Linked DNA regions of Macaca mulatta: region 2 is linked to region 1. Evidence: chromatin contacts called from public Hi-C data. All regions are on one chromosome and are shown on one strand. The core of a region is the stretch at or near the end of the contact, and the rest is flanking DNA. Distances in the headings are between cores, read along the strand shown. Region 1 holds the start of HMGCR (3-hydroxy-3-methylglutaryl-CoA reductase). Region 2 holds the start of CERT1 (ceramide transporter 1).

Region 1 (4,215 bases), core at 1,493-3,992:
AAGAACTGCGTCTTATATGGCAGTCATTTTCAATCCCAAGAGGATCTAGCATTCTGCTGCTCAAGCTGGTATTCCAGAAAGAAGGAAAAAAAAAAAAATCTTGCACTGGCAATCAGGAAACCTGGATTCTATACCCAATTAGCTCACATTCTATTACATGCTGTTTTTATGTCATCTCTCTTCTCTTCATTCACTTATGAAGCTAGAGCTCCAAAGTTCTCTGACAAAGTATTAAATGGAATCATACGAAACTGCTATTTTTGTAGGTTAGCTGAATTTTAAATACTGGCAATTTCACATGGGTCAACCTAAGTAGACCATGTGATTCCATAATGTGGCTATCTATAGTCTAGAAACTAGACCATAAAGGAATAATACAAAGAGTGTGTGCATGCAGGCATACTCACTTATCTTGAAATGGTTATCCCAAACACCTGACAATTTTCATGTTAATGCTGTAACCTATGTGCAATTTTGTTTAACCTTCATGTTACTAATTCCCATTTGTCTTGACCACCAAGTTTATCGTAAGTTCTGGAAGAACACTACAACAAAGCAGGCCTGCAAAATCCAGTCTATGCCCAAAGTAATGTCCAGGCCTTTGCTAGATTATCTCTAAATTGCAAAATGCCTTTCATTGCATGGAGACGAAAATAAATTCATAAGTAAACAAAAAGTACATTCTCTACCTTGTGGGACGCCGAAAACATGCACATTTAGTATAGCCCAGAAATAAATGTTTCCTAGGACTCTGCAGGACCATGTCTAAGAAGGCATATCCTCAAATCCTGAAATATTTCAAACGACTACTTAAGAATGAAGTACATCGACCTCCTCCTACTGCAGAAATTAACTGTTCTATATTTTTATCTCCAAGATACAGTTTTCCTAAAAGAACATCAGCACCAAGGAGACTACGCCCCTTACCAAAAAAAAAAAAAAGAAGAAGAATCTTTTGAGTCCTTGTGCGAATCCCCACGTTGGGTTCCGCATCCTCTCAAGCCGTTCTCCTGTAAATAACCGGACACATCTACACCAATCCACGGTTCTTTATGGCTCTAAGTTAGTTAGCAGCATTTACAGAGATCTTTCCCGTCACGTAAAAGAAAGGAGCTAACGAACAGCAGCTCCTGGGCGTGAATGCCCGGATCCAGCAGGCGCGCTTCTCCCGTCTGCCCTGCGAGCTGCCAACCCAGAAGCCCCACAGACCCCTAGCATTTCTCGAATCCAGGGGCCTCCGAGGTCACCCTGCCTGACACCCTTTCTGCCCCGATTATCGCGACAATGCAGCCAGCACTGCCTACTTTGAACACGGCCGATGAACGCGGCTACGCCCCGCGGGTCCACAGATGATGACCGCAGTCACCAAGAGGCCAGACCGCCGCCCGCCTCTCAAGCCCAGTTCGGGACCCTGGGTTCCTCCGGCACTGGTGCCGGTCGCCGCTCGGCCTGCCGGGCCTCAAGGACATTCCTTGCAGTCCCCGCGGGTCCGGGCCGCCACACCAACAAAGCGCAACCGCAGCACCCTCCAGGTCCGCAGGAGCTGCCGGCAGCCACTTCCCAGGGCCGAGGGAAGCTCCAGAATTGCCACCAAAATAGCCCAAACCCCGCTCCCACCCATCTCGCCCCGCTCCCCGCCGCCCCGGCCCCGCTTCTCGGCCACCACCCGCCTCACCTCCAGATCTCACTAGAGGCCACCAAACCCCGGCGCCGGTGCTCCGCCCGTCTCCAGTCAACGGAGACACGGAGCGGAAGGAACACTCGCCTTACGCACGCGTGGAGCCGGACGAGCCTTCGACCAATAAAAGAGGATCGTTCGATTGTCTAGCCAATCGCCTGGGGGCTGCTCGGCCTGACGGCGCTACGTCACGAACGGTCGCCTTAACAACCGCCCACAGCTCTCTGCAGGGCCAAGAACAGGCACCGCACCATCTCTCACCACGGCCCGGCCAACCAATAGCCGTTCGAGTCCCAGCAGTAGGGCCTGCCTATTGGCCCTAGAGCCGTGGGGGCGCAAGCATGGCAGCTGCCTAGGCGAAGGCGATAGGGGACCTGGCGGGTGGAGTGTCCCACAGCCCCAGGGCCTGACCCGTGGTCGTCCTGGCTGTGAGAGTACAGTGGGAGGCAGTTATAGGAAGCAGAATTGAGCGTGAGGGAAAACGCAGGGTCAGGTCGATGACTGAAAGCTCAGTTACTAGCGCGGGAGAGATGGAGGGAAGTGGAGGCGGCCATGAAAAAAAGAGGAGTATAAAAAAGGGAAGGTGGCAGCGACGGGCACCTCAAACCTATAACTGGCCGGTAGCCGAAACCAGCGGTTTCCCGAGATTTACCCGTTAGTGTAAATGGCTCCGGTTACCTGCATCTCTCTGTCTCGTGTAGGACATCCATTGCATGCTGGATTCTCTCTGAAATGTGCCTCTCCTGCGTCTTCTCTGCGTTCCTTCTGCTCTCCACCTGGTGCAGGGCTTTATTATCTCTTACTTAAAACAGTGCAATAGCCTCTCCAAACTGGTCTTCCCAGTCTTGGACGCATTCACTTTCCAACCTCTCTTGCACAACTCCCACACGCAGTATGTGGCATACTACTTCCTATTATGCCATAGACCCAGATCAGCGTTTCTCATTGTCTACTGGATTAAAGAAAGAACCTGTCACCACTAATATGGCCCCACCATACATTTCTGACGTATCTCTACTTTCCTGTGCGAACCTTACAGTTCAACCAGGAGTAACTGGCCCTTCTTCAGTCACACTCAGTACCTTTTTACCTCCCTGCTTATGTTCTCTTTGTTTACCTTGGATATGCCTACCCATTTAAACTTGAGATCCTAAATATCCCTTAAGGGCTTTTTCATATACCACCTCCTTTTCTAATTCCCTCAAACACATCATCACTGCCGACCTTGAAAACCCATAAAATTTCCGTAATATTTTTTGACTTGCCTTACTATCGTATGTGGAAATGTATTAAGGACAGGAATAGTATTTCACTCAATTTTTAAAGCCCATATTTTGAAACAGTACCAGGAAAACACTAAACACTCCCTAGTTTTAATAAATGATTATAGATTGTTATAATCCTTATATAATAGGTATTATTCCCATTTTACAAAACAGTAAAAATTAAAGTTTGTCAAGCAACTTGCTGTGGATCACATAATGAGTAAAACTGGAATTTGAACCCAGATCTAATGCTTACGCTGGTTCTACTGTTCCCCACTGCTTCCGTGTAAGACCTTCATTCATATCTCTTTACCAAATGTTGTGCCTTTGAAATGCTCATTATGTGGATTACACTGTGGTTGGCATGGGAGATATAGTGACAAACATGACAGATATGGTGCCTGCCTTTATGAACCTTGCACAGTAAAGAGAACAGGTGAACTACCCGAAGATTGCAGTGTTCTCTTAGCAGCCTTGTCAAAAGAGAGAGAGAGAGAGAGAGAGAAAAGTGTATAAGTACCAAGAGCCTAGAAGCTGTCATATTTTTAATGCTGCTACAAGTCTCAAGGGCCAAATATCTCAGAAGTTACTGAATGTACACATGCCTACTAATGTAATTCAAATAAGGACTATAAAGCTGTTACCAAAACAGGCTTTAGCCCAAGATTTAGAAATTTTCATTCCCAAACTGCCTAATTGAGAACTCCAATAGTAATATGAGTTCAAAAGCAAGCAATAAAGAAACGCCAGTTGTCTAGTTTTATGGTCTTAAAATAAATTCTATATCATTCCCAAAAGGTATTTCAAAGGAATCTTTATAGCACTTTACTAATAATTTGTACTTAGTGATAAATCACAAAATTTGGTATGGACACAACTTAGAAAGGGAGGGTGGGGTAGGCGCCAAGGAAGTCTATGCGCCGCTTCCTCGTATGTATTTAACCATTCAAACAAAGAGTTTATAAAAGTATAATTTTTTTATTTTTATTTTTTGAGACAGAGCCCAGGTTGGTGTGCAGTGACACGATCTTAGCTCACTGAAACCTCTGCCTTCTGGGTTCAGCGATTCTCTTGCCTCAGCCTCCTGGATAGCTGGGATTACACGGGTGCACCACCAAGCCCAGCTTACACACACACACACACACACACACACACACATATATATATAAAATTTGTATATTTATATATATATATATATATATTTTTTTTTTTTTTTTTTTTTTTTTGAGACAGAGTCTTGCTCTGTCACCCAGGCTGGAGTGCAGTGGCGTG
Region 2 (4,473 bases), core at 1,694-4,193, 180 kb before region 1:
TGGGCAATTTACTTAACTTCTTTGAATGTTAATTTCCTCATGTGTAAAATAAGAATAATGTCTACCTTGCAGGATTTTTGTGACGAGTGAATAAATCAAATGAACCTAAAACAATGTTTGACATTTTGTAGGCCTTTAGCAAATGACACTTGCTACTTACAAAAAGCTATGATGTTATTTGATTCTTTGGTCTCTGACTGATTTTAATCACGTTAGTGATTTTTTTCTTGGGCCCTGTTAATGGCAGTTCCTACAACTTCCCTTCAATTATCAACCAGGCTAAACTTATTTCATTCATCGGTTATTATTTACTGAAAACCTCCTACGTCACAGGCAATTTAAAATCTTTATTCACTTTCTACACATAATTATTGTCAGAATACCTAGACAGTAAAATGCTAGAAAACAATGACTCTACAGAAATGGTTTATATTTTACTTTTATAGTATCTCAGATGATCATATAGCAAGATCTTAATAAAGATCTTAAACAGGGATAAACTATATTTTCATAAGCTATCACCATAGCAACATGTATGCTCTATAGAAATATTTTTTCAACTTATTTGACTAAGAAGAAAAAGATTTGAAATTATAGAAGTGAAACAATAAAAGGGTTAGAAAAAAACAAGAAGCAAAACACGTTTACAAAATAACTATCATGAGGATTCTACTGATACATAAGATACCACCACACTGCTTTATATAGTATGCCTTTAAAATATTAATAAAATAATTTCTCAATCTAACAGGAAAAGCAATTCAAAAGCTAAGCAAAATAAAAACGAAAGAAAGAACATGTGTACATGCCAAGAGTGGGCACTAATACTGTTCATCAGTGTACTGTACTGTGTGATTTTTAGACTAAAAGGTTTTTCAATGTTATAGTGAAGCCTATGAAATACCAACTACCCTAACAAGTTTTTATCCCATAAACCAAACAGATATGAGTAAAAGATAAGGGAATATATTTTTCAATTTCATTGAATAGTAAGAATATTTCTCCTTGAAACATTCCTCGCCTGGCTCTCATTTGTACAACAGGAAACAGAATAAAAAGGGTGGCCTACACACCCTTTGAAATTCCATTTCTGAAATCACTGTCTTATTCTCGAATGTTAGAACTTTTTGTGGGATCTGACATATTCTCAAGTAGCTGTGAAGTGCATTAAGGTATCAATGAGTACCCCCATCTACCTCTTCCCTCCCACTTTTCCAAAAATACAGCTGCCTTTGGAACCTTAAATGGTAAAAATCAACAGATAAAGGAGTCTTAGACAGATATGCTAAGTCACCTTAAGGATCAAAGCTGCAGAATAAGACATGGCAGTATGAGCATAATACAGTAATAATTGACATTAGTAAAAGAATTCATCAATATAAATGGAGTGTGGATGGTCAGAAAAGGAAGTAAAAGAAAGCAAGATACATATTGGCAATGCCTACTTAAATATCCACTGCCACGATAGAGATAACCTAGCTTCATGCTACCAAACATTTAGAATCGTAATTAATCCCCCATTGAGGAAGTAAAAAATAGGAAACTGGGATATGGGAAAAGGTCATCAAGCCTAGATTTGAAACCAGGATATAAAGAGCTGGAATTACAGGCACCCGCCACCCTGCTCGGCTAATCTTTGTATTTTTAGTAGAGACGGGGTGGTCTCAAACTCCCGGCCTCAGGTGATCCGCCCAACTCGGCCTCCCAAAGTGCTGGGATTACAGGCGTGAGCCACGGCACTCGGCTAGCGTTTTCCCTTAGACTCGAAATTTCGCTCCTATTGTCCCATCCTTGTAGTAAAAAAGGTATTCTTTCTAAGGCTTAATAACAAATTTTACTCTTGGCAATTATCAGGAACTCGACTATATTAAAATAGCTAACGAGAGGAAATTACTGAAGCTACAAAGTCAAAGGTCTCACCATCAAAGTTATCCTTGACAACTGACAAGAGCTGTTAGATCTTCTTTTGGTCTTTCTGCTAATTCAACCCTAGTCTTAAAAATAGCCACCTATTGCCTAATCCCCTAATCTCGTATTTCTAATACGAGAAAGTTTCTATATATCCAAACTTTCCTATCTTTGAGGGGCAGGCATGGTTAACGTGGTTCTCAGTAAGATATTCATTTACAACTAAGAGAAAATCCCAGGCTATCATCTGACATTCTTGTTTTACTTTAAAAACCTTTCTAACGTTATTTATTCTCTGACAACCTCAAAATTACTTTCCACAAAGAAAATTCTAGAAATCTAAAAATGCGAAGTGCGTGCTTGTCAGAAGGTACTAAGGAAATTCTTCCTTTAAACGTCAAATGTGAATTCTAACTTCTAATGGGTAAGACCCTCGAGATTTACAGCGGTGGTCTGGTGGAAAGAAAACCCCCTTGGCACTAGGAGCTCACAAAACCCCATCCCGTGGTTGAGGCGGAAGCGGCTACGCGCTCCCGGGCTTTCGACAAGCAGCCCTGCAACGCAGGCCCGTCATCTTCAGCAGAAAGCTCTCTCACGTCCTGGCCCGCAAGCCCGGAGGGTTCGTCATAAACACACAAGGCAAGGATAGAAGCGAGGCCAAGAGGCAGGTCACGCAACTGTCAAACGAAGCCCACCCACCGACTGACAAGTCCCCAAGGCGACAAGCGATCCCCGCGCGGGATACTCACCCGTTACCTCAGGATCGCGACTACAACTCCCAGGAGGCTGGGCGAGCGACGAACCAACGCCCTTCCCAGAATGCAGCACAGCGGCATCCCTATCCCGCCCTCTCCTTACTGCGCTCCTCCTACTTTTCTACCCCTCGTCATCCGGGAGAGCCGGAGGTAGGGTGCGGGAGGAGGATCCCGCACGCTTGGCGTGTCGCGTCAGACGCCGGGAGGGGGACGGGGCGGGGAGGAGGAGGGGAGAATGGGAGGACGAAGGGGAGGGGAAAGGACAGGGGAGGGGAGGGTAAATAGTGGGCCAGGCAGCAAGATGGCGGCGGTAGCGGAGGTGTGAGTGTACTCGGGTCTCAGCGGCCGGATTTTCTCTTCCCTTCTTCTCCCTTTTCCTTCGCTATTTGAAATTGGCATCGAGGGGGCTAAGCTCGGGTGGCAGCACCGGGCGCAACGCAGGGGTCCCGGCGACGGCGGCGGCGGCTGACGGCTGGAAGGGTAGGCTTCCTTCACCGCTCGTCCTCCTTCCCCGCTCCGCTCGGTGTCAGGCGCGGCGGCGGCGCGGCGAGCGGACTTCGTCCCTCCTCCTGCTCCCCCCCACAGCGGAGCTGGCACTCTTCGCTTCGCCATCCCCCGACCCTTCACCCCGAGGACTGGGCGCCTCCTCCGGCGCAGTTGAGGGAGCGGGGGCCGGTCTCCTGCTCGGCTGTCGCGCCTCCATGTCGGATAATCAGAGCTGGAACTCGTCGGGCTCGGAGGAGGATCCAGAGACGGAATCTGGGCCGCCTGTGGAGCGCTGCGGGGTCCTCAGTAAGGTGAGCAACCGGTGGTGCCAGGGGACCCCTGGCCAGACTCACCTGCCGCGAGGCAATCCGCTGAGGCGGTGGGGTGGGGCTGGCGGGAGGCGCGGAACGTGCCGGGGTGCGAGGCTGAGTACTGCTGCGGCGACTAGGGATGAGGCGGGGATATAGGGGGCCTGTCCTTGCTGCCCGAGGGCTCGTCGGGGGCAGCCGAGGACCAGGGAAAGGGTGTATCAACCGGGGATCCAGTTTGGGAGACCAGATGCGTGCCGTGCCTTGGGACCTAGGGCGGCAGCTGTCCCGGGTGTAAGGAATCCGGGTTGGGCTTCAGCGGTGTCCGAACGACTGGGCACGGGAGCGGTTCAAGTCGGACCTCTTAAAAGAGGTTGGTCTGTCTGAGGATGCTAAGCCGAGTAGGTTGGGGGGCACTGCGGACGCAGCTGTTTCGACAGAAGCCGGAGCGACTCAGCTTGGTGTTGAAATTTGAGGTGTTGAACTCGCCAGGTTAGATGTAGTGAGACAGATTAATGTGGAGGACTTTCTCCCTCACCCTGTACCTTAGTTCAGAATAGAGATATTGAATCGGCACGTGATGGGTACAGGAAATATTCATAGTAACTTGAAACATGTGAGAAAGGAGACTGATCTTTAGTCCAGGAAGAAGAGCATTATTTAATAATAAACTCTTTTTGCGGTAAGGGGTCCAGGGTAAGGAAAAGATGTTTTACCTTTTATGTATTTTTTAAAATCCGTGTATCAAAATTTTAGGAAAGCAGCCATTATAGAACTGCAGATGGGTGATCTCTTGATATTACGTGGTTGGGATTTTTTTTTTTTTTAAGTTTTTGCTATAAGAAGATTCACATAGCCTTTTGGACTTCTCTCCCCCTTCCTGTTAAACTTTTTTAGAAATGGCTGGAGCTAGCAGTTAACTTGGAGAGGGGGAGCTGGGCCAGTCCCTCAACAAGCTGGTCATAAGATACTATGTCATGTGCAGCTACTGGCTATTAAGAAATCACCCTGTTTCC

The links. A called contact is a pair of places that touch in the nucleus more often than the background predicts.
Region 2: a Hi-C map of liver shows a contact between it and region 1, with 2.4 times the contacts expected there. The contact joins the promoter of CERT1 here to the promoter of HMGCR in region 1. A contact is called at or near these places in 3 of 14 Hi-C or Micro-C datasets (fetal cortex germinal zone, fetal cortical plate and liver).

What each region holds. Positions count from the first base shown.
Region 1 is chr6:81,732,359-81,736,573 of T2T-MMU8v2.0, reverse strand. It overlaps HMGCR (3-hydroxy-3-methylglutaryl-CoA reductase), which reads right to left and starts at 2,742. Exons shown (of 20, transcript XM_002804417.4): 1 at 2,357-2,742. The coding sequence starts at 2,393.
Region 2 is chr6:81,913,378-81,917,850 of T2T-MMU8v2.0, reverse strand. It overlaps CERT1 (ceramide transporter 1), which reads left to right and starts at 2,943. Exons shown (of 17, transcript XM_078004888.1): 1 at 2,943-3,460. The coding sequence starts at 3,365. It overlaps POLK (DNA polymerase kappa), which reads right to left and starts at 2,686. Exons shown (of 15, transcript XM_078004886.1): 1 at 2,658-2,686.